Regions from separate parts of the Oryza sativa genome. Here region 1 is linked to region 2. A link is a contact called in public HiCAR-type data. All regions are on one chromosome and are shown on one strand. Each heading gives the region's core, a stretch centred on a gene start, on an enhancer-like site or on the middle of the called end of the contact. The rest is flanking DNA. Distances are from core to core; before and after follow the strand shown.

Region 1 (6,839 bases), core at 3,243-5,742, 200 kb before region 2:
AGTGAGATGTACTTGCGCTAGATCTGAGCAAGTTGATCACAAAAATGAACAGCTAAAATTACATGCAGTTCTTACCTTATTGGTGGAGCTTCACATAAAGAAGTACGTAGTACTAGTATGTGGTGGCAACTGTCGTGAGCCACCGGTGGAAGAAGGAAGAGAAGGACCATTCTCAGTGCAAAGCTCCTCATTTGAGTGGTCTCAAATGCCACATAGGCTGAAACCATACCATCAAAATTTTTTCACTCCCACAATGCAAATTGCTTCAAGAGATACCTTAAATATGCATGTTAGTTTCTAGTATGTTGAATTTCAGTCGTGATATGTTATCAATATACATCCAAGTCTAACTTTTACACTAAACATCCTCAGATCCGCTAAGTAAAATAAATCTCTCCAAAATTCCTTCAATCCTCACTCCCCCTCCCCTCATCGGACTCCGATCGAACCGAGTTGGCTGCTGGCGAGCACTATGGATGGCGCCATGTCCAACTCCGAGACCGATAAGGTCTGATCTTCATGTGGCGACATAAGAAAGGATAAGACATAATCTATTATAACGAATTTAAGAAAGTGTTATTTAGATTTATTGAATTCTTCTTGGGTCGTTAGTATTTTTTTTTTGGAACTGAGTATGGCTCGGCTCGGCTCGTGGAAGCTCGTGAAATGCCAGGCTCGGCTTGGCTCGGCTCGGTTCTCCAACCGAGCTGTACATTAGGCTCGGCTCGGCTCGTGGTCTGGCTCGTGAGCTTTGCAATAGCAGCAGTTGTATTGCCAGTAGCAGTTGTGTTGCTTTGCAATGACTTGGTTATTCAGATAATAACTCTCAAGTCCCTACAAAGATAATTAGGTATATTGTATGCAGCCAACATATAACAAATTGATGGGCTTTTTTGGTTTTCGGCCAGAAGTCTTTCTATTCAAACCGAGCCTACTAAGCTCGTGAGCTGCTCGCGAGCTGGCTCGGGCTCGGCTCGGTTCACAAACGAGCTAAAACCCAGGCTCGGGCTCGGCTCGTTCAGGATTCGAGCCGAGCCGAGCCAGGCGAGCCCGAGCCGAGCTTGAGCCGAGTTCACGAGCTCGAGCTATTTGTCCAGCCCTAGTATCATACATACAGATACTGGTAGAGTAGTATTCAATCATAGAGCGGCCCGACCTGACCTCTGACGACCAGTTTGGGTCCCTGCTGGGAGGGAGGGTTGAGCTAGGTTAGACAGCAGAGCGATATCGACGACGACGACAGAGAATTCCGAGAAAGAAGGAAGATCCTGGTCACTGTCGGGCGATCGCGCGACGATCCCAGGCTGCGCGGACGTGGCGCCCGGGAACAGCCTCCCTCCCCCCCTCGTACGTGGACGCCCTCCCCTCCACAACTCCAACGACGGCCACCACAACCCATACTCCAGCAGGTGACACCACCCGGCCGCCCCTTGCACATGCCCAATACTACTAGCTAGCTCGTGCATGCATGCAATTGCAAGAGATCGATCTCACACTTCTCAAATTTCTTTTGACGATATTGCTCACAGCAGGTACGTTACGTGCACACAAGGACCAGCACACAAAATCGATTTTTGCTGCACCACCACCATGTGCACGTTTGTTTAACGCACGCAGTTATATATAATTAATTAATCTGATGGCCGGCACGTAACCAGGCAACACGTACATACGTAGTACTCCCTCTGTATTTTAATGTATGACGCCGTTGACTTTTCGACTAACGTTTGACCATTCGTTTTATTCAAAATTTTTGTGCAAATATGAAAATATTTATGCCATGCTTAAAGAACATTTGATGACGAATCAAGTCTACTACTACTTAAAAAGTAAAACCTGCTTCCGTCGTCCGTTGAGAAAAAAAGAGCGACAAAAAAAAACTTCACTCGGAAAAAAAAAGGTCCGACTCATCCAGTGGTAAAAAAAAGTGAGAGGAAAAACAAAAAAAAAGAAAAAAAAAACTTCGATCGCGAAAAAAAAAGGCGTCAAAAAGTCCGACTCCCCGGTGGAGAAAAAATGCCGAGAAAAAACAAAAAAAAAAGCAAAAAACTTCTACCGTATTTTAAAAAAATATATATATAAATTAAAGATGTTTTTGCATCCGTGTATGGGTCGGTTTTTAAATCCGTTCGCTTTTGGAAATACAAGTCCGTATTTGAGTCATTTTTTTAAGTTCGTTCACTTTTAAAAATACAGAAGGAATCGTATAAGAAATCTCTTTAAAAAACTCGCATGCTAATTTCAGACGATCGGACTCCTACTTATATCTCATGATTTTCTAACCAAATATATATCCAAGTGAATTTAACGCAGTGAATTTCATCTTAACTAAACCATATCTATAACTAATATAAATATTTGGATTTTTCCGGTTGTCACAAGTCGGACGAAGGGCGCCTTCGTCCCTCGCGGTGCGCCTTCGCCCGCAGCCCCCGAATCCCAATCCCTCTCAGAATCGGATACAAGGGAAACAATTCTCAAAATCAGCACAACCAAATGCGGGGATTTTTTGTCCGCCCCCCAAGAAAAGTCCCAGTCGAAATTCATCAAGAACACGCATGAAACATTCCATCAATAACACACATAACAAAACTTTCAACCAAGAACATATGAATCTCCACCGACACCATTCACAGAGAGAGAGAGAAAGAGACGACGCCGCCACCTCTCCCGCCCCCGTCGGACCGCAGCCGCCTCCATGCCGCCGGATCTGGCGGAGGCGAGGTCCGGCCCGCCGCCCCTCCCACCCCCGCCGGGCTGCAGCCGCCTCCACACCGCCGGATCTGGCGGAGGCAAGGCCCGACCGGCGTTCCATGACGTCCGCCACCACCACCACCGCCGCACCTCCCCACCATGCACAGAGAGAGAGAGAGAAAGAAACGACGCCGCCGCCTCTCCTGCCTTCGCCGGACCACAGCCGCTTCCATGCCGCCAGATCTGGCGGAGGCGAGGTCCGGCCCGCCGCCCCTCCCACCCCCGCCGGGCCGCAGCCGCCTCCACGCCGCCGTTGTTCGGGGAGAGGGCGCCGCCCCGTCGGTTGTGGGGGAGGGCGCCGCCGCCGCCACTCGCGGGAAGAGGGGCGCCGTCGCCGCCGCTCGGGGGCGCGGAGGGGAGGGCGGCGATGTGAGATGGGAGGGAGGGAAATGGGCTAGGGTTTTGGCGGCTAAGGAGAGGGAGGGGTTTTGTTTCCCCGATATCGACGCTCGGCCGTCCGATCAAAACCCTAAAGATCGGACGATCGGTGTCGTCCAGGCTAAAATCAGCCCAAGAGGGATCGAGAGTGAGGCCATTTTTCCGGCCCAAGCCCAGGTTGTGGCCTGGGGAGGGGAGTGCACTTGCGCGTGCACAAAAGGCCGTGGACCGACCGGCAAGGGCCGGAAATAAGTCTATTTTAGGTCCCTCGGGCCGAAAAAAATAGAATAAGTTCATTTTTAGTGCTTATTTTTTCAGAAGCATTACAATTATAAGTTATTGAATGTGTTTATTTCAAAGCAAACCTAAAAGGAAGTATTTTCTTTCTTTTTCCAAGTAAATAATTGTTAAATGACGTTTGTATTAATAAAATTAACAATTAAGCTCTGAAAAATTCAAATATAATTTCAAAGAGCGTAACTAATCATGGAGAATTTAAAAAAAAATTAAATTTAACCATGTCATTTTATTTCTCACACTTGCTTTACTTGTAAATTTATTTAATTATACACATACCTACTTAAAAATACCAAATATTTCAGCGAATTTGTATTTTAATTAATTGCATATTTTTCTAATCTGTACGCTTCACATTGTAACACACAGGCACTTTTGCTAGACCAAACAACACTTTTGGTCAATATACACACTCCGTAATCACCCGGTACAACGCACGGGCACTTTTGCTAGTCATAATAAAATAAATGATAATTACATAAATTTTTTTTTAAATAAAACGAATAGTCAAATGTTGGACAAAAAGTCAACGGCGTCATACATCAAAATGTGGAGGTAGAATGTATACACTCTCTACGTACACGAAACTTCCAACACGTAGTCGCCTTAACTCTAGTTACCCTCCATCCGTACGCAATATCCGAAGGGACGTGATGCACCGGCGCGCCCGGCCCGGCCGCCGGCGTAACAGACTTCCGACCCGAGACCGACACGATCGATCCACCGACCAACGTGGCGACCCCTCATTGGTAGCCACGCCCACGACCCGCAACTATAGTACGTACAACCTCTCTACACGGCACGTCGACGTGTCGTGTCGCGGGCCGACCCGCACCGCAGGGGAGGGGCCGCCCCGCCCGACTCGATCGATCGGTCCGTCGGGGATCCCGTCCCGCGCCTGCATCGCCACGTGGCATCCCGCCGCCACGGGCTGCTCGCCACGTGTGAACCGGCCCCGAGCCCGTCGCAGCGCGACGCGTGTACTCTGCTCCTCCCCACCCACCGTGAGAGCTAGTGCTCGGGTATAAATAGCCCAACTCGTGGATGTCACCTCTCCTCCTCTCATCGCCTCGCTCGTCTCGTTTCGTTTTTTCCCAAGTACAAAAGCAGCGCGCGCGCGCGGAGGCGTACCTATATACGTATTTGCCTCGAGCATCTACGCGCGTATATACGGTGGAATATACGCGACTCGACAGAAGGGGATACGTATACATATACGACGTCGTCTATGGCGCCGGAGATGGTAGCGGATGAGAAGGCGAAGGTGGAAGCGACGGGGAGGATGGCGTCGATAGAGATGGAGCCCAAGACTCTCACCCTCGACCAGCTCAAGTTCGCAAGGGTATGTATATATATACATGTATATATACGACGTATATCTACCGCTAGCTACATGATACCATTGGATTTCGAATGTTCTTCTCTCTCTCTTTCTTTTCCTTTTCTTTTCTTTTCATTCCGAATTCACACACCGAGCGCGCCTCATCCCATAACCTGGCCGGCCCTTGCAATTTCAAAGCGAATTTGCACTTCCGATCGATGAATTAGGCCTTACAAACACCGAATTGATAAATCATCCCTTAATTAATTTGCACTGTTGGAGTAACACAATTTTGCTCCGCTTGGACCTTCACCAAACTTCAGATTAATTCGTTGCACACAGGGTTTTTGTTTTTCAATCTTTCATGTTTGTTTCATGCATATAGGAGTATAACAGATACATTAGCCATTTAATTTCAAACTTACCTTCTGAGAAGCATATAGACATATATATATATATATATACTTCGTCAAATGTGAAGTGCAACAAAATAAATTAATTTGAGATACTACACATCCATCATTTATTTGCACTATTGATTGGTTACGAAGAAAGCAACTAAATCATTTTTGACACGAATCAATAGTGTCAAAACCAGCTATATATTCAGAGTATATATTAAGATAAATTCGTTACACTTGTGGCTAAATATCGTTGGTGGGTCTCTCACCGTCACCGGCACTGTTCCTGAACCTGTTCAATTAGGCCACGCCTACTAACCTGTACTTCCACTTATCTACTCTTTTCTGTTGTGGCCGGTGATGACCTTCCAAACTCAAATTAATTAACCTTAATTTCTACCGTCCACAAAATGCATGCATATATACCCTGGAATCGACTAACACCTTTTTTAAAAAATATAGCTATATATATATATATATATATATATATATATATATATATATATATATATATATATATATATATATATATATATATATATATATATATATATATATATATATATATATATATATATATATATATCATGCATTATTTTTTTAAAAAAAGTTCTGGTTATAAATAAACTACTACTTTTGCACACAACAATTATCGGTACATGGCATTATTCAATATTCATGTGCATATACTCGGTTATATTTAGCTGGAGTACGTGCTAATGTTACATGACGTCGACACGGTGCACGCAAGGAAAAAAAAAGGGAGGGGGCAATGGCAGCGGTGGTAATAATGAGGCAACAACGTAGCCGCTTACGTAACGGTGCAGCGACGCCACTGTTGTGCTGTCCCATGATGTAACGCGGGTCACCGTCACGCAACGGAATACACTGAAGACGTGTACTGCCTCATGTTACCCGTCTCGCACAACGGATGTTGTGATAGCGACCTGCATCTTAAGCCATCTTAATTACACACTTGGTAGTAATCTTTCATCTTATACAGTATATTTTATAAAAAAAATAAAAAAAAATCAGTCAGTGTATAAGAAATATTTATATTGTATCATCTAATAATAATAAAAATATTATTCATACAAAACTTTTAAATAAAATAAAGAGTCAAATGTTATATAAAAAACTAAAAATTGGAGTCTTTCGTGAGACGAAGGGAGCATGTTCTTCTACGACTATAGCTAGACAGCTAGTAGCACCTCCTTGCGTACGTGTACATTGCATGTATATGTCAATATGTGTACGTGTACGCCAACATATATACATACATCTCAGTATTTATTATCCCTTCCCACGTATGTTTACCTGGCTTGTACGGAGCACGTACAACATCAGCATGCTTACATCACATATTCAATTTATGTAAAGAGTAGTTTTGTTATACCAGTAATTCATAAGGGAGAATAGCTAATATGGTCCCTGAAGTTTCGCTTCGGGCTCAGTTTAGTCCTTGAGGTTTCAAAACGTCCAAATAAGTCCTCCAAATTAATCATTTGGGTTAACATAGTCTTTGGACAAAAAAAAATGCTACATAAGCATGCCAAGTCATTCTTGCATGCAACAATACAAATGAAATGACCATTCTACCCTTACCATATAAAAAAGAAAGAAAAGAAAAAAAAGACACAACAGATAGAGTAATGGTCCGGTCTTTTTGTTCGTTCCTCTGTTGTTTC
Region 2 (7,776 bases), core at 1,407-3,906:
GCACCGGCGGCGTCGGGTGCAGGAACGCCGAGGGAGCCGACGCCGACGCCAGCGACGCAGCGGCCGGCAAGGAGTGTGGCGAAGTTGGGGGTGAGGCCCGTGAGGACGGAGCCCGCGAGGAAGATGCAGGCGGCGAGATAGAGGAGGGGGGAGAGGGAGGAGGAAGAAGGAAGGGATAAGAGATGATGACATGTGGGACCTACATGTCAGTGGGTCCCACACATTTTTTTTGTGAATGACAAATGGGCCCGCATATATATTTTTTATATTAATGCCACATAAGCGTCACGTCAATGCCGCGTGGGACAAACATCAGGTCAACACTACCACGTGTGCGCCACCAAGGGAGTCAAATTGCACCGGTTTTGCAAGTTCGGGGGTCAAGATTTCTGGTATTGCGATTGAGGGATACGATTTAGATGTGGACAGTTGAGGGAGTCAAAGTGATCTTATTCCTAAATTAAATGTCCCCCATTAACAACACGAAGGCCCACGAGATGCAAGACCCACACCTGTGCAAGATCCAAAGGAAAAAGTACACCGAAGGTCCCTCAACTTGACATCGAGTTACAAAAATATCCTCAAACCGCAAAACCAGATATCCGGCACCCTTTAACTAATCAAAACCGGTTACTTTAGGTCCTCCGGTGGTTTTGACTCCAGTTTTGTCCAACGTGGCAGCTGAGTCAGCGTAGGACCTACGCGGGCCCCACATGTCAGGTGTCCACGTCAGCACCTCTCTTTTTCCCCTCTTCTCTTTCTCTGTTTCTCCTCTCGTGCCAGATCTCACCGAGAACATGGTCTGCACCCTGGGCGCGGCGCGTTCTCGCCACTGGTGAGGGCACTGGTGCCGCTGCTCTACACGGTGCGCCGCGTGTTCGTCATCGTGGACTGGGTGTACATTTGATGGCACGAACATCACTGAGAGGATCATAAACAGCACCAAGGAAATCCACCCGCCATGACGCACCTGCGCAAGGACGGTGGCGAAGGACATCCCGAGAGGAAGCGCGAGATCACCCGGCAGCTGGCGCTGGCAGAGCGGGAGGCAACGCCCAACCACACGCTGCGGCGGGGTCATCCAGGCATGGTGCGCCGCGCACTCCTTTGAGCGGTTCCCCACCCCGCACCCGCCCATCGACTCCTGCCGCGTCGCCGCGCTCGTTGACGAGGGGACAACGATGCTCAGCGGTGGTGGCAGGCAGCGGCAGCTCGCCGCGCTCAGGGAGATCAAGGCCATCGCCACAGAGAGCGACCGCAACAAGCGCTGCGTCGAGGCTACGCCCGGTGCCGTTAAGTTCCTCGTCTCCGTCGTCGTCCAGAGCCACGCCGCCGCCTCCACCTACACGTCGGCCAGGTCGGACGATGACCTGCTCAACTCGGTGATCGATTCCCACATGTCGACGAGCTCGCCGAAGGAGGAGGCCCTGGGCGTGCTCTACTCCCTCAAGCCGTCCGAGCCCACCCTGCGCCGTATCCTTGGCAAGGACAATGGCGGCTTCCTCGACACCCTCGCCTCCGTCCTCCTTCTGAAGGCGATGACATCGGCGATGCCGCCGGAGCGGCTAGGCTGCCGCCCCCGACGTCGCAGCATCCGGAGCCGAACCCCCTTACGCTGACTATGGCGAGCGTTCCTCGAAGAAGCAGGTGAGCCGACGACGAGGCATCCGCGGCCGCAGCCGCCGCCGGCGAGGAGCAGGAGGATGACGCCGTCGCGTCCATCTCGCGGCAGCGACTGGCACGTGAGATTTGGGGGAGAAGACCCCGTGATCTGGCATGCTAGCTGCGGCCACGCCATTCGGGCGGTCCGGCATCCTGCCGATGCAGGCGCTCAGCCACCGGCACACCGTCCTCCACCGTCATCGTCGCCGCCGAACCCGCGGATGCTCCGGGAAGCCAGCTACTTCTCGGGCTCCGTCTCGACGGCTCGCCGAGACAGCTCGTCTCGTCCCTTGAGCGAACCGGTAGCAGTAGCAGCTACATAGCCACGACGCCAAGAACCACCAAATCCCCTGCCGCTACGATGGAGACGACCACCACGACGCCGCGTCCAGCGTCTGCTCCGTGGACGCTGGCCCATGGCCGCCGCCTCCTCGTCCAACTCTTTTTGCTCGAGGCGGCGCGAGCTCAAGACATAGGTCTCCGACCGCCTCGCAGCCAATGACTTGGTCGAGCTCGTCGGCCACCTGGGGGAAGCTCGCGAGAACGAGGAAGGAGAGAAACAGAGAAAGAGAAAGAGAGAGAGAGGGGGAGGAAGAGAGAGGTGCTGAAGTGGACACCTGACATGTGGGGCCTTTGTGGGGCTCACCCTGACTCAGCTGCCACGTAGGACAAAATCGGTGTCAAAACCACCAGAGGATCTAAAGTGACCGGTTTTGATTAGTTAAGGGACGCCGGATATCTGGTTTTGCGGTTTGAGGATGTTTCTGTAACTCGGTGTCAAGTTGAGGGACCTTCGGTGTACTTTTTCCAGATCCGAATGCGCTGCTTCAGCCCGCGAGATGGACGGGCCATCCACAAACTCGAAGACCTATTTCAGGCCCAGTAACTCAAACGGCCCAATACAACTTTTAACCCATCGATCGAGTGGGCTCTCTCCATCTCCTCCTCCGGCGGAGGCCGCAGCCTATACACACCGACACCGGCGGGCAGCGGCACCCACCCATACACATGCATGGCTGCGGCGCGCGTGGGCCTCGTCTCCGTCTCCGTCTCGCACGCGCTCCACGCCTCCAGCTCTTCCCCCTCGCTGCGCCCACCTCGCCTCCGCCTCCCCCCTTATCTTCCCCGCCACCACCACCGCCTCCTCCCCACCTTCCCCCCCAACTACCCGCGCCCCTCCTCCGCCGCTGCCGCGAGACTCCGCGCCAGCGCCACCATGTCGCAGGCCGCCGGGAACCCCTACGCCGCTGAGCTCGCCGCCGCCAAGAAGGCCGTCACCCTCGCCGCCCGCCTCTGCCAGGTGCCCTCTTCTCTTTTTTTTTCCCTCTCTGCTTCCCCACTACTTTGCGCTGTAAGGACCAGACCATATCTCGTCGTCGGTCTGAATAATTGCTCGGCTTCAGCGGGGAACAAGGCCGAATGCGCGGACTGTAATGTAGACCAAGACTGTGAGAACGTGTCGAGTACTACGATTCGGCTTCAGAGCTGGAATGGAAATGGTGGCATAGACTGTGTGGGTAGTCAAATTAGTCATAGCTGTCATAACCAAGATTAATGTTCCACTAGGGGGAAAAAGAAAACAAGCTTGGATGCTTGGGTGCAGGATTAATGTTCCTTTTGCAGTGAATGTTTGGATGCTTGGTTCTGAAGGTGGAATTCATTTATGTTAATCCTTGTTTTTTTCCACTACAGGCGGTGCAAAAGGACATTCTGCAGTCTGGTGTTCAGTCTAAGGCGGATCAAAGTCCGGTGACAGTTGCCGATTATGGTACGATCTGTTCATCTCTTCAGTTGTTGCCAAGGTTTCTTCCTTTGATGTTTGCAACTGAATTATTGACATGTGTACTCATCAGAATTTGGAATTCATAGAGCATCTTTTTCGTACTGCATCTTTGTTTGCTAGGGAATGTAAAGGACTGATAGGACAATTTTGCTGTTCATTGTTACATGGTGCTTCTGCTTTATCGCGGCTCACCATTCACCTCTAGTTTTCTTTTGGTTCATGTAGGGTCTCAAATATTGGTAAGCCTTGTCTTGAAAATGGAAGCACCAGCTTCTTCTTCCTTCTCTATGGTGGCTGAGGAGGTAATTATCATCTGTTTCTGTTTCTGCCTACTGGTTTCGATGGACAGCGCACAAGTCTTTCACAATTGATTGGGATATGTACTCATGTAGGACTCGGAAGAATTGAGGAAAGAAGGCGCAGAAGAAATTTTAGAAAATATCACCGAGCTCGTAAACGAAACTATCGTAGATGATGGTACATACAGCATTTACTTCTCTAAGGAAGGTATCCTCTCTGCAATTGACGATGGCAAGTCTGAGGGAGGTCCATCTGGGCGACACTGGGTGCTAGATCCAATTGATGGGACTAAAGGGTGAGTTTGCTGACCTAAATCTCTGGGTTGCAGAATATGCTGCTGCAGTCAAAACATAAAACATCAGTTCATCCCCACCATTCACTGCACAATCAGAACTCATGCTGCTTCTTTATTACAGTTGTTTGTAATGAGCATAGTGCAGTAAATGGCACTACTTTTTTCCCCACTTTGAAAGAACAGAAGCCTATCATAGTCTTCTCTTATTAGATGCTTCTAACTTCTAAGCTGCACTGAAGTGGACTAATTAATATAGCATGACCCTGAACACACACTAGGTTAGTTGATACTGCATGTTTCATTTTCTTTTCATCTGCTAGGTTGCATGCAACATATATAAGAGGTCATAAAATTAAAAGCCATGTAAAAGGCATCCTGTCAAATTAGTACTCTTGTGATGTGCATATCTCAAACTTCTGACCCAAATTCACATTTTTTTTACAACGTTACTCAGTTTCTTAAGGGGAGACCAATATGCTATTGCCCTGGCTCTGCTTGATGAGGGTAAAGTTGTTTTGGGTGTATTGGCTTGTCCCAACCTTTCTTTGGGATCAATAGGCAACCTTAATGGTGGCTCCTCGGGAGATCAAGTTGGTGCTCTCTTTTCTGCTACTATTGGTTGTGGAGCTGAAGTAGAGTCTTTACAGGGCTCTCCAGCACAAAAGGTTACATCTCCTTTTATTTCATATTATAACTTTGACTTACTTTTACCTATTTGAGAATGGAACTAATTTTTTAATCTGCTTTTGGTTATTTTCACTTCCAGATTAGTGTCTGTTCCATCGACAATCCAGTCGAAGCTTCATTCTTTGAGTCCTACGAAGGGGCACACTCCTTGCGTGATTTAACAGGCTCCATTGCGGAGGTTTGTCCTGAATTATTCTTTGCCTAGTACAGGTCCACGAGAGTTACTTGGGTAATCTGGTGTTTGAATGCTGGCAGAAACTTGGTGTCCAAGCTCCTCCAGTTAGAATTGATAGCCAAGCAAAATACGGTGCCCTAGCCCGAGGTGACGGTGCCATTTACTTGCGTTTTCCACACAAAGGTTACAGAGAGAAGATCTGGGATCATGCAGCTGGGTCAATCGTCGTGACAGGTATGAAGGTTCTCTTTTTGAACATTGAAAACATAGAACCCAACAACCTGAAAAAAAACATAGAACCCAACTGAAACATTTTAGATTGATATTCTGCTTGTGCTAAAACGTAGAAACCAACTGAAACATTTTAGATTGATATTCTGCTTGTGCTGTTTTCAGAAGCTGGAGGTCTGGTGACAGATGCATCAGGAAACGATTTGGATTTCTCCAAAGGGAGATTTCTTGATCTCGACACAGGGATCATCGCGACGAACAAGCAGCTGATGCCTTCACTCCTGAAGGCTGTGCAAGATGCCATCAAGGAGCAAAACCAGGCTGCTTCCCCGTTGTAGTAGCTGTCTCAATCCACAATCCACAAATATCATAATGTTTCCATATAATAATAATTGCAGTGCTGCTTCCCCATCAACATTACTTTAAATGTGTGTACAGCACCACTTTGTTGTTGTTGCTGCTGCAAATTCAGTATCTTATTGTTGCACATTTCTGCATCTAATTGGTGGGTGAGCTGGCACCACATGAATGTTCTTTCATCTGGATTCAGAAGAAATAATTAAATTGGCCTGATTCTCCCTAACTCGGGGCAATATTGCTATGTGAGTTCCAACTACTGTGGTAGGACAAATATTTTAATAGTAGCAATGATCTCAGGTTGTGCAACCGATGTCATATACTATGTACTCATACCTAATCCACTGACGTGATTAGTTTGATATACCTAAATCACTGGACATTATCAGTTTGACTCCACTCTCACTCTGACTAAAAGCATCACCTGCTCTCCACCACGCCTCAGCTTCTGCCATGTCGGAGCTGCCATCGCCGCCGCCGCCGGCCGCCGGCAACCAGTACGGAGCGGAGCACGCCGCCGCCAAGAAGGCCGTCGCCCTCGCCGCCCGCCTCTGCAAGGTTATTTCTCGTTTCTTCCCCTTGTTATTTCTTTCTATGATCAGCTTTGGGATTGAGATGGATGAGGTTTTGCATTGACTTCTGGTCGTGTTAGCTGTGGCCATTGATCTGGGGTTTTGTTTACCTGATCTTGAGATGAAAATTTCTGACTGAAATTGCTGCAGCTGCTTGGATGTACTTACCTCTTGTTTTGTGTCTTCTTGTTTCTTCAGAAAGTGCAGCAGGACCTCTTGAAATTGGACGTTCAAACTAAGGCTGACAGAACACCGGTGACAGTCGCCGATTATGGTATTTGTTGATACGATTTTACGATATTCTTCATCTGTTCTATTATAATATATGAATGATTTTTCAAAATAAGTAATTTTTATTTCCTAAAAAAATGGATATATTATTATGTTTTGTAACTTGTGCTAGATATGAACTTCTGAAATAGTTTACATTCCATTACCAGGATCACAGGTATTGGTAAGTGTGGTCCTGAAGATTGAATTACCTTCTAACTCCTTTTCCATGGTGGCTGAAGAGGTAATTTACAAATAGTATACATTTCGCCTTATTTGTTCAGTTATCACACAGAGAAGCATCTTTTTCCATTACTTGTTGACTTATAAAGGATTCTGAAGACTTGAGGAAAGATGGAGCTCAAGAAATGTTGGGACATATCACCAAACTTGTGAACGAAACCATCATAAATGATGGTTCGTACAGCATCACATTATCTAAGGAAGATGTGCTGGTAGCAATCGATGGTGGAAAATCTGAGGGTGGACCTTCTGGGCGATATTGGATATTGGATCCGATAGATGGAACTAAGGGGTAAGTTTTTATGTATCATGTTCGACTGCTAGAAAATTAAATGCAAGTATTTTGCTGTGATTATAGATCATCCCAAGGTACATTAGCCATACCTGAATTGTTAGTTTTAGTCCAAGCTGCTCTAGCACAAACACAAGTCACAGAATCCCTACTTTAGATGTGGATGAACATGGTGATATTTCAGTTTTTTTGGTGGAAATTGGTGATTTATTTTACTAGTACAATTAATTTGGTTCCCTTGACTTGACATGTGTTCTATCTCAATCCTGTGGTCCAATCCAACTTGCTTAGCATTAAAGGTGGTGGTTGTTATTGTTGGTGTTGTATAAATGTGGACAATGTGTAACAAACTAACAACGGTACATACTAATAATTTTTTTCGCCGGGCCGGCGAAGCACGCTGGCCGAGCTTGTACCAAGGAGGGGAAGAAAAAAAAATTACAAACTTTACAAGTGTTCAGCTGAAATGTTGAGGATGAAGCATCCTGGCCATTAGATCGAGATGCGAAGCAACCAAGCCCTGTCGTAACACCGAGGCAGAGTGCCAGGTTACCTGGCTCGTCGGCACGACCACTATACCAAGAAGCTTGCCACTTTTAGATTTGGCATTTAACTATTTGCCACCGATATGTCAATGACACGTGGGTCCACATGTGTCGATAACATGTGGGTCCAGTGGCAAATAGTTAATTGTCACGTGTAAAAGTGGCAAATGGTTAAATATCTCGAACCTGGCCCTGCCATTTTCAAGTTTCAACGTCGTCCACTCATCGATTGTGCAATGTGCCCATCATGCTTCCTTATAATACTTTGTTTATTTTTCTCTTCAATGCATAATAGCATCATAAAGTTATACTTCATCAAATGTGGAAATGAAACAAATAATATTCATGCATTTTGAATTAGTAT

What was found. HiCAR-type assays count read pairs that join an accessible place to other places.
Region 1: a contact with region 2 is called in a HiCAR-type map of leaf, with 3 times the contacts expected there. The contact joins the promoter of LOC4351689 here to the promoter of LOC4351686 in region 2. A contact is called at or near these places in 2 of 15 Hi-C or Micro-C datasets (leaf and panicle) and 1 of 4 datasets of contacts at active chromatin or transcription factors (leaf).

What each region holds. Positions count from the first base shown.
Region 1 is chr12:4,443,110-4,449,948 of ASM3414082v1, reverse strand. It overlaps LOC4351689, which reads left to right and starts at 4,492. Exons shown (of 2, transcript XM_015763550.3): 1 at 4,492-4,771. The coding sequence starts at 4,658.
Region 2 is chr12:4,243,956-4,251,731 of ASM3414082v1, reverse strand. It overlaps LOC4351686 (3'(2'),5'-bisphosphate nucleotidase-like), which reads left to right and starts at 2,656. Exons shown (of 8, transcript NM_001423356.1): 1 at 2,656-2,962; 2 at 3,355-3,430; 3 at 3,671-3,747; 4 at 3,838-4,040; 5 at 4,495-4,705; 6 at 4,807-4,905; 7 at 4,983-5,136; 8 at 5,299-5,728. The coding sequence starts at 2,675. The coding sequence ends at 5,471. LOC4351685 (3'(2'),5'-bisphosphate nucleotidase) reads left to right here and starts at 5,809. Exons shown (of 8, transcript XM_015764476.3): 1 at 5,809-6,048; 2 at 6,261-6,336; 3 at 6,503-6,576; 4 at 6,665-6,867. The coding sequence starts at 5,944.